Regions from separate parts of the Mus musculus genome. Here region 1 is linked to region 2. A link is a contact called in public HiChIP or PLAC-seq data. All regions are on one chromosome and are shown on one strand. Each heading gives the region's core, a stretch centred on a gene start, on an enhancer-like site or on the middle of the called end of the contact. The rest is flanking DNA. Distances are from core to core; before and after follow the strand shown.

Region 1 (5,261 bases), core at 261-2,760, 240 kb before region 2:
CAAGCTCAATTTTGCCTTTGCCACTCAAACTCAGTCAAAAGTTATGCCCTGGCTGCCTTGTGACACGGTTTGCGTTGTGTGATGGAGGCCTGGTTCCCGGTGAGGTGAGCTTAGAGGAGGGGTGCTGCATCATGAGGGTTTTGATTCACAAATTAATCTATTTTCAGATTCCTAGCTTAATGGATTTCAAGCAGGAGATCCTTCTCTGCTTGCTGATGTCACAACGTGGCCAGGGCTGTTTCACAACATGCTTCTTTCCAAGGTGTCCTGATGGCACAGCCAGCGACAGTGGAGCCGGCTACCTCTGGATAGAATGGCTGACACTGAACCCAGGTATTTCTTCCTCCTGTGTTGACTCCTGAGTGTTTTCTGTCGCAGTGAAGCAAATCTAACCCAGACATTTGCACCGAGGACTGTGCTCGTTTCCACAACCACCTCCTACCATGTGGCTCAGAAGCCTGTGGACCATGTCTGTGTGTGGGAATGGCTCGGGAACGTCTCAGTGCAGACTCAGTGTAGAAAGAGCTTGCAGGGCCAGAAGCAAGAGCTCAGTGGGCAATCCTGTCCAGAGCTCAGGCAAGACAGGCGATGCGGAGAGGAATGTCGATAGTGGGGCCTAGTCCAGATATCCAGGAGTAAGGACTCTCCATCCAAGCTAGGTACACACTTCAGAGCGAGTGCATAGCCAAGCCATTCATATCTCTCTAGGCAGCTTATTTAGTTTACATTATGAAATCAGCCCTTTGTTGACTATATACTGTAAAAATATAATCTTTCCTCTTTCTACTTTTCCAGGTTTTAAAAATATCACATTTAATTATTTCTCTGTATATGTCTGTGTGCGCGCACATGAGAGTGGACTCGTATGCCACAGCACACAGGAGGTCAGAGGTCAGGGGACAACTTGTAGAAGCTGGTTCTCTCTTCCAGGTGGGCTCCAAGGTGGAACTTTGCCCATCAGGCCCAGTGGCAGGCACCTTTACCTAATGAGTCATCTCACCAGCACGCATACGTTTAAAATAAAAGTTTCTGCTCTTCTCCCTCTCCACTTCCATCCCCTCCATCTCCCCCTTCTCTTCCCTTCTTTTCTCTTCCCTCCCCTCCCCTCCCCTCTCCTCCTCCCCTCCCCCTCCCCTCTCTTCTCCTCCCTTGCCCTTCTTTAGACAGGGTCTCATGTAACCCATGCTAGCCTGGAACTTTCTGTGTAGTCAAGAATAACTTTAATGTCCTGACCCACCTGCTCACACTTTTCAAGTGCTGAGCTACAAGTTTCTAACACGGTGCCTGGCCATGACTCTATTGTTCCTTTTGCCATACACAGACTGTATGTTTTCCAGAAGCTAAATTAATTAGCATTTTATGATTTTTCTAATTCATGTCATATTTTAAAAGATTCTTCATACTCTCCGATACCTCTAGCATTCTAATTTAGAAAGCAACACTGACTTAGGAAGAAAACTCTGAGGGGCACGAGCATGGTGAGTGTTAGGAGAATGACCATGACGTCACCGTAACATTACCGCTGCGGAGATGGGGACGCTGTGACCCCATCTGCTCACTCATGGCTGCAACACAGACTAAACCCAATCCTATTAGTGCACAGACTCAGCCTACCCGACCTCAGGGACATTCTCTGAACACTCACAAGCAACCAGACGCTGGCTTTTGACAAAGCCTTTCTTTTGGTATCTTCTAACAGAAATCTAAGGCATTTGCCAAGCATGAAGCTGTTATCTACAGCTTCTTCCTCTTTCTGGGTCTACAAGCCTGAAACAGTGTGGGTTCGCAGGGGACGCACCCCTGTACTCAGGACTCATCAAGAGATGCTGGGAAGTGGTTTGCTCCTCCTGCCCTTTGCAAAGCTTGTCTGAAGGGAAAGGCAACCCCACCACGGACAACATCTCTCTGGATCTGCAGTACTTGACATGTTTGGTTTTCCTAAGAACAAGACCCGTGTTCTGTGCAGGTGGTTGCATCAATGTTTGCAAACACATGACTGGAGGAAATGACTTTTCACATACAGACAAAGAAAACAAAATCAGGGATCCTAAGATCCTGGGTGTGTTAGAGCACCTGGAAGTGGTACCTCCTCTGGGGGCAGTGGGACTGTCTGCTGAGTTCACGCCCAAGGTGGCCGGGTGCTGGCACTGACCAGAAGGAACAATGGCAAACAATGAAACACACATGCATGGAGCTGCCGGGATACCCAGTAGAGTAGCAGCCAAATCTACACATCACACAAACTGCAGGCCTATGTTCTAAGAAGCTCAAAGAACAGGAAGACACCATGAGGAAAAAGACATTTATATCAGAACATAGCAAAAGCAAACATCTGAAAACTGGCAATGTGGGAGAATACCTTAGAATTGAAAATAAGTGACAAGCTGGGCAGAGATCATCCACCCACCATTACAAACTGTGAGCTTTCAGGAAAGGGGTGCCTCGTCAGAGGCCGCTGCTCAGCCATGCTTAGTAGTCAGTGAAAACTATCCTTAAAAAACTACACTGATAGAAACACATTTTCAGCATGTCACAGCAGGGAGAACTCATGGGAAGCAGGGAAGAAAGAATTGAATGTGTGTTGCCTGCAAGAAACCCACTTTAGGGCCAGCAAGATGGCTCAATGGATAAAGATGCCTGCTGCCAACCTGAATTCAATCCCCAGGACCTGCTTAATGGAAGGAGAGAACTGACTACCTCAGGTTATCCTCTGACTGTCACAAGGGCATTGTGGGGCACGCGCGCGCGCGCGCGCGTGCACACACACACACACACACACACACACAGTAATAAAAATATTTGACAAACTAAAAATGCTACTTCAGCAAAGAATTGATAGACACCGTAGTGAAGGACCAGATGCCGAGAGGTGCAAACCGTGAGGTAAGACAGTGACACTGCAAAGCTTTTACACTCAAACCAAAACTAAAACAAAAACTCGCAAACACAGAGATCTAAATGTAAAGCAGCTGAAACCCTCCCACAAGGCTGGAGGGACTGCACAGGAGCATAGCCTGAGACAGGCTGGCAACTTCGCATTGGTTCACACATGCGTTCTCAGAACAGTCCAGCAATTCCGTGCCTTGGCACCTACCCTCCAAAGTTCTGCCTGCAGATTTCTATTACAAATTTACTTGTAATTCCTCAAAACTGGGAAATCGGGGGTGGTGGGGGTGGGGGACTGGAGAGATGGCTAAGAGCACTGACTGCTTTTCCAAAAGTCCTGAGTTCAATTCCCAGCAACCACATGGTGGCACACAACTATCTGTAATGGGATCTGATGCCCTCTTCTGGTGTGGCTGAAGACAGCTACAGTGTACTCATATACATGGAATAAATAAATAAAGCTTTTAAAAAAAAATAAACTGGGAAATCATGGGGATTTCCATTAACTTGTGAATGGATGGAGCAATCATGACGTATGCCCAGTGCTGTGTGACTGCTGCAAACAGAGGCACCAACACCAGGCAGGCATGGGACCCAGACCAAGAAGCCAGACCCTGTAAGAGTCCATTTCTGCCAAGCTACAGGGATGGAAACCCCATCAGGGGTGCAGAATGCTGCTGGGTCCTGGGAAGACGAGGATGCCACAGACCCCTGTGTGTCCATCAGAACCCACAGAGCTGTGCATCACTAATGCGTTTAGCAGCATACAATTTATACTTAAATTGTAAGTAGTACCCAACAAAAGAAACCAAAAAGATAGTAACAGTGCTGAGCAGGTGGGTGTGAGTCAGCACCAGCCCCTCACTGTGACTGAGAAAGTACAGACAAGACAGGCATGTCAACAAGCATGTAAAAACCATGTTATGGTCTCACAGGAAGCTTTTTTAAAAACTCTCAGGATTTGTATTCACACCTTTGTGAAGTGTCCATCCAGCTAGGGGACAAAAGGGTGACAGAGTGCTAATTCTAGACTCAGCTATAAAACATGGCAGCCATTTTAGGGGTGCTGTCTCTCTTTCTTAGATCACTATTCTGATGTGTGATCTAAGATGCCATGAACATACACCTACAGGTGGGGCCAGGCGGGGAAGGACTGAAACCTGGGATCAGCCACTTAAGCAGCCTCTCAGCCAGGCCTCCTCTCATCCCAACTCAACCCACTGAGGTAGTCGTCAGCATGAGTTGTCCTGGCTGGGTCAATTTGAGGATATTTGTTATACAGCACAACCTAACACGGTGGTTAAATACAAAAAGAAATACAATCTATTTAGCACATCTTAATTAAGGGTTATGTAATAGGGAAAAAACTGTGGTTCTTAGGAATAAAAGTACGTGGTCTCATGCAGAAATCACAAAACATAAGTGAAGGACAAAGAGCGATTCACTGGCGTCCTTCACATCCAACCTCAGGCTGTGGGTGCGCATTAACCCAATGCACTCAGTTAAGGAACTCTTTCCCTAGGATGGAAACACCACCAATGGCTAGTGAGGGCAAGTAGTGCTTCTGCATGTTGGCGACAGTGAGTCCCATGGAGGTTTTATAGAAGACGTTGACAATGTGGCAACCTAAAGCCAAGTCATGGGGTTCCTTCTGGACGGCGCCAGTGCCCGGCCACCTTGGGCGCGAACTCAGCGGACAGTCCCATGGTCCCCAGAGGACTCTCCACTCCCTAGGCGCCCTAACACGCCCAGGATCTTAGGATTACTGGTGAGTGGAACACAACATCTGTTCCAACACAACCAGGAGTGCCGGGGGCCAGCAGGAGCAGGGACACAGGAACCCTGCCCAACCAGTGTCTTGGGTTCCTTCTGGTCAGCGCCAGCACCCGGCCACCTTGGGCATGAACTCAGCAGACAGTCCCACTGCCCCCAGAAGAGGTACCACTTCCAGGTGCTCTAACACACCCAGGATCTTAGGATCCCAGGATCCCAGGAGCTTGGTCAGATAAGGATCTCAGGGTCTCAGAGGAAGCTTGACTGTCAAGAATTATGACATACCCAGAATCTCAGGATCACAGGATCCTGAATCACAGGATCACAGAGAAAGCTGAACTCTGAGGAGTTTTGACTCAACTGGGATTACAGGAAGGACAGGCTCCAATCAGATATATCGAGGGCAGGGAGCACCTGAGATAATCAGATGGCAGGAGGCAAGTGTAAGAACAGAAGCAACAGAAACCAAGGTTACTTGGCATCATGAGAACACAACTTCCCACCATAGCAAGTCCTGGATACACCATCACACCAGAAAAGCAAGATATGGATCTAAAGTCACTTCTCATGATGATGAAGAACATAAATAACTCCCTTAAAGA
Region 2 (5,709 bases), core at 2,259-4,758:
CTGTGCAATATTAGCTTCTTACTGCCTGTGTTTACACACTCATTTTCCTAAAGCCATCTCGTCCTGCCTGCACCTATCCAGGTGAGACAAAGTCTCCAGATTACAGCTGGTGGCTTTCTCTCCATTTCCATACTTGACAAGGCACTCAGAATGCCAAGGAACACAGTATGTCGAACGGGTGCCTGGAATTGTCTGTGCCTTCTGTTTAGTTCTATGTGTGACTTAGAGATCATGCTTTATACTCTGCAAAGACAGACCCAATAGTCCCTCTGCTTTGTGAGATTAAGAACAAAGGCCAGGACATTTACCATGAGAGCCAATGCTTTCCTGTCTCCTTTTCTTCCCTTCTGCCCTCTACCTTCCTTCGGGACCTAGTGAAAGTCTGCCACTGATGAGCAAGGCCGCTCCATTTGCACACTGACCACGCTGGCTCCGTGATGTCACAGAGCTTAGTGGAATTTGGAAGAGGGACTATGAAGGGATGTGGAAATAGAAGATGCACTGCTAAGACAGATGCTTGATTCTGACACCGTTTTCAACAAGACTGGTGCTTTTTTTACTCCTTTCAAAGATGGGTGTCCTCTACAAGGCTGTCTACTTTCCTAAGCTTTTGTTCCCCTGAAGGTGTGTGTGTGTTGGAGGTGGGGTGCTGTATATGTGGATGCATATGTCTGTGTGCTCCCAGAGGCCAGAGAAAAATACTATCTCCACTCTGTGTAAGCACTATGGGACCTCTAAAACAAAGGTCTAGTTCATGAGAGTAAGGAATAAGAAAAGATGCTTCCTCAAGGACTTTATAATAGTCAGTGCTCAAAATACTGTACAGAAAGTTGACCATAAGCATCAGAACAGTAAAGACCCAGTGGCCTTTACAGGAGTACCTGCTCAAGTGTACTCAGCTAAAACATGGGATTATAAACAGTCCCTGTGACAAACTAAAAGACCAGCAAACGAGGGTGCAAGGTGTGAGATTTTTTGGTCACCAACAGTTTTTTTTTTAACTTAATTTAACTTGTGTGTGTGTGTGTGTGTGTGTGTGTGTGTGTGTGTGTGTGTGTGTGTGTATGCACGTGTGCACGCATGGGTATGTGCACATGTGTGCAGATGCCCTAGGAGGCCAGAAGAGAATGTTGGATTCCTTGAAGGTGAAGTTACAGGAGGTTGTGAGCCACCTTATGTGGGAATAGGAGTTGAACTTGCAGCTATGAAGTATATCAAGAGTTCTTACCTGCTGAGCCATTTCTCCAGAACCTTCAACCAATGTTTTTATTGGCCCTAAGGAAGGGGAAGGGATCCCAAGCCATTATAAATATGTCCACGAAGCACACAAGCAGAGGTCCTGAAATGTGAAGATGTCATGGACAGGTCATGTGGGCAAATACCCACTCTGCAACTGAGATGACAGTGAGCAGATTATAGAGCTCTGAGAAGGATGGTCTGTAGGCTTATTACTTTATAAAAACAAAACAGCATGACACCCTATGGGGATGGTTCAGGATCCTCTGTCAAGTGGGCTGAGGAAAGGGGAAAATGTATTTAGCCAGGGAGTAGGGAGGGGAAGGAGGCTGTCTTAGGTAAAGGCCAGAGGGCAAGTCTTCCTAAGATGACAGGTTACAACTCAGACCTACTTGAGAAGCTGGAGGTAGTCTGGTTGCAAGCACAGACTCACAAGGGGATCTGCTGTTCTTTCTCCAGAGGACTAACCTCCAAAAACTTTAAGTAGGGAATGTGGGCCTTCAGCACAGGCTGCCTTGTAGAGCCACACAAGTCACAGAGATGTAACTCACAGACAGTCACTAGTCAATAACAACTGTACGAGGTAAGGTGCAGCATCTCTTAACCAGTCTCCTAATTTGCATACTCAAGGCTTCACCTTTGAGGCCTGAACTGGCTTAGCCCCCTTGCTGGCCTTCCCAGGCTCCGACCCCACTCCTTTTTCCTCTCCCTGTTTAGCCTCTTCCCTTCTGATATCAGTCAAAGCTAAGCACACAAACTCAACGGATGCTTGCTGCTAGCACATACTTTTTCTGAGCACTTAGCTTCCTTACTGGTCACAGAAGGAATATCAAACCTCTTGGGTTGTTACAATTTTGAAATTAGTGGATCTATGGAAAGATCTCAGCAGAAGGCCAGACCCACAGGACTTATATAAATGTTATATCCTCCTCCCTTAAGCTTCTGTAAGAGTAGTTAAAAAATAGCGATACAATCATAGACTAATGAAAACAGACAGCTACAGTAACAGTGTTAAATTTTAGCTTTAGATGACTTAGATGCAAAGATTTATTACAAAGATGCTTCTAGAAATGTGTTTTACATTTTTCATTATACGATCGACAAGTAAGTAAATGTGCTAAAGTGTAGAGTGTCAGACTGAAGTGAACTCATGATTTTCCCCTTATGTTTTAGTCACAGAGTTCACAAGTAAGTCTACTAATTTATAATAATGAATAATATATGCAAATATAATATAATTAACATAATTATATACACATATGATATGAATGAAAATATAAATAATAAATATATCTTATATATTTATGTATAATAGAGACAATAAATGCTAGAATGATAAATAAAGTAAAGTAATATGTAAAATGTATAAAGATATAACATGAATAGTATATAAAAACAAAATAATTCACCTAAATGTTGTATAATAGATAATATAAATAATATAATAATTAATAGTTAATATAATAAAAGCACTTTTATGAAAGATTACCTTTGCTACTAGATTAGTGGATCTTTCCATAGATCCACTAAATTTCTTTCCAAATTTTGAAGTTCATACAATTTCTTTTATTAGGAAGTGCTAAGGTCAAGTGTGGTAATGCTTCCTACAATTCTAATGCTCAGAGGGCTGAGGCAGGGAGAGTCCAGCTGAGATGTGGGTAAAGGCGCTGACCAAAAAGTTCAGTCCCCAAGTTCTACAAAGTGGAAGGAGAGAACAGATTTCCTCAAGTTGTCCTCTGATTGCCAAGTGTGCATGGTGACGCACGTGCACATGAGTGCACACACACATTCAACACACCTTCATACACACACTTACACATACACAGTTACACACACGCACTACATATACCAAATGCAATTGAAGAATATTACACAAGAGTTCAGAACAAGCCTGGGCTTAAGTTTTGCTGTCACTAAACATCACAGAATGCCGATGGGGTGGAGGAGAACCAGATAAGCAGAGCTCACGTTTCCTGTCTGAAGTGTAAACAGAGATCAATCCTTGAGCTGCATTGACCTTCAGTCAAGCAAACTCCTGCCCAGCGAGTCCCAGAATGCTGAGACTGGGAAAGCAAAGCAAAGCAAAGTGTGCCCCAGTTTACATTTCCCAGGCCGGTGTCACGCCAAGGACTAGTCACCTGTCTGTGCCCCCAAGCCAAAGTCAGAAGAGTCGATTTCACTCAAATGGAAGTTTCTCAGCACAGGCTGCAGTGGAGATTTAAGAGAAACCAGTGGCTCTGAGAATTAACTTGGCTTCAAACAAACCAGCGGGGGGCGGGAGTGTCACACAGGACAGAGGCAAAGAAACATAAAACAAGAAACTCAAAGCTGTCTTCAAAGCTATGCGGTCACCAAGCCCTCTGGGAAAGAGGACACAGAGAAGAGCAAAGAGAAAGGGGCAAAGGGAAGTCGTGGCCTCAGCTAAGGATTAATCTAACAATGGCTTTGAAGTCTGGCAACTTCTCTGCAAATTCACTACGAGATTGAATTAACTATGCTTGCTGTAAGACAATGCTAGCCATTTCCCCACAACAGGAAGCACATACATGCGCATAGACCGTCACTGGGCTAGCCTTTACCTCATTATAATAGTAAGGATCACACCACAGGCAGAGGATGTACCATCATAATGAGGCACACTATGAATGAAGAACCATGACAGAGGGGGACAGGGCTCATGCCCACATCCAGTCACACTGGGAAACAGCTTTCTCTCATTGAAGTCAGCCTGAAATTCTCTCTCCCTTGTGCTCTCACACAGTAAAGGGTCTGGTCCCTGCGGTTCTGTGCCTCTGACTCAACTGAGAGTCAGGAGCCACTGGGTCACTAGCAGATCTGCTGAGTGGACTTCCATAGCTCTGAAAAGATGTGTAAAATGACCTAAGGGAAAACTGAAATGCCATTAAAGCGAGCCAGAGGTTGGGGCAACATCGGGCCACTGTAGGCAGTGACTGGGCTGTCCTCTGTGCCTGACAGGAAGGGAAAAATCGGATTAACAACTTCCAGAGTCCCCTGTTTCAGCTACAGTGAGAGATGAGGGAGGAGACTGGCGGATTTGAGGTCCTCTGTCTCCCACCCAGTCCTCCCCCTGGGTCATCCGTATCCAAAGGGATTCAGGGGATCGGTCCTGTGAAAGGGAGAAAGGGAGGAAAAGAGGAGAGGAGAGCCACTGAGGACTGCTTACTGACAGAGCTGCTGAAATGTGCACAGAAGATGGGGTGGGGGTGGGGGAGTGAGACGGGGGGGGGGGCAGGGTGGTGGTGGTAAGAAAAAGAAGTGGAAGCAGAGAAAGTGGAATGAGGTAAGTAGAAACAATGATGTCTCAGGGTCTTACCTCTCTGCAAAGCCTATATATATCTGCCATAACTGTGAAACTGCCTTAATGTCACACAGAGAGACATTTACTTTAACAGACTGCTTTAAAAGAACACCCCCATCTGCATCTTCCATTTCATCCCCATCTGTCTCCCCCCCCCGTCTGTCTCTCCCCCTCCACCCCTATCTGTCCCCCCTTCCCCATCTGTCATTCCCCCTTCCACCTCCATCTACCTCTCCCCCTCTCCACCACAATCTGTCTCTCCCCCTTCCACCCCATATGTCTCTCCCTCTTTACCCCTATCTATCGCCCCCACCTTATCTGCCTTTTCCCCTTCCATACCCATCTGCCTCTCTCCCCTCCAACTTCCATCTGTCTCTTCCCCACTCCATCCCATCTGTCTCTTCCCCCTCTACTCCCATCTGTCTCTTCCCCCCCCCATCTCCCCTCCTCCCCCCAGCTGCAGAGTTCTTCCTTCACTAACACACTGGTGAAGTACAACAACCACTCCTCCATAAGCACCTGATAACACAGACCAGGGGAGAAAGACAATGGGCTAGCAGCCATAAAGGCTCCTTTTACAAATTTATTGCTACACTCAATCCATATCAAGAGTACATCCTATCAGTGGGGTTTGCTGCAGCATGCCCAACACTCATATGCTATACTTTGGCCCCATTTTTCCCAACCATCCTTCCCATGTTTCCTCTACTTCTGATCTTCCTGGTCCCCTCCCTGTCCCGAGTGTCCCTCTACTACTTTCAAATCATCTGATTTCCACACATGATGGATGAAAGCAAACCCGGTGTACTCATCTTTCTGTATCTGAGTTATTTTGCTTAACACAACGACCTACAGCTCAATTCATTTTCCTGCAAATGACAAGACTTTCATTCTTCTCTCTACTAATATTCCATTGTGTCTGTGTGCCATGTTTTCCTTGCCCATTCATCTGACGATGGGCACCTAAGCTGGTTCTAGTGCTTGGCTATTCTGAGTAGGTCTATGCTCAGCATAGGTGGGCAGATATCTGCTGAATCCTGACTCCATTGCTTACAAATACATCCAGCTGTGCACACACAGCTGGGTCACACAGCTAGGGATGCTTTTTATACTTCCTTATAATGTCCCTGACACTGTCTGAAGCAAGTGCTAAA

What was found. HiChIP or PLAC-seq counts read pairs in DNA pulled down with a chosen protein or histone mark.
Region 1: a contact with region 2 is called in an H3K27ac HiChIP or PLAC-seq map of microglia, with 5 times the contacts expected there. The contact joins two enhancer-like sites. A contact is called at or near these places in 1 of 39 promoter capture datasets (the HPC-7 cell line), 3 of 484 Hi-C or Micro-C datasets (all in embryonic stem cells), 10 of 115 datasets of contacts at active chromatin or transcription factors (bone marrow-derived macrophages, differentiating embryonic stem cells, embryonic stem cells and 2 more) and 1 of 9 other capture datasets (embryonic stem cells).

Annotation. Positions count from the first base shown.
Region 1 is chr8:83,414,695-83,419,955 of GRCm38.p6, reverse strand. All of the region lies in intron 8 of Clgn (calmegin), which reads right to left. Among named protein-coding and RNA genes, the nearest start is that of Scoc, 25 kb to the left of the region's middle. Within about 2 kb of position 1,510, at least 5 of the 459 cell types and tissues checked have an H3K27ac peak or open chromatin away from gene starts, as enhancers often do. A contact at or near this core is called in microglia, where this site is marked.
Region 2 is chr8:83,176,165-83,181,873 of GRCm38.p6, reverse strand. The region is part of intron 1 of Tbc1d9 (TBC1 domain family, member 9); the gene reads right to left. Among named protein-coding and RNA genes, the nearest start is that of Tbc1d9, 14 kb to the right of the region's middle. Within about 2 kb of position 3,508, at least 53 of the 459 cell types and tissues checked have an H3K27ac peak or open chromatin away from gene starts, as enhancers often do. A contact at or near this core is called in microglia, where this site is marked.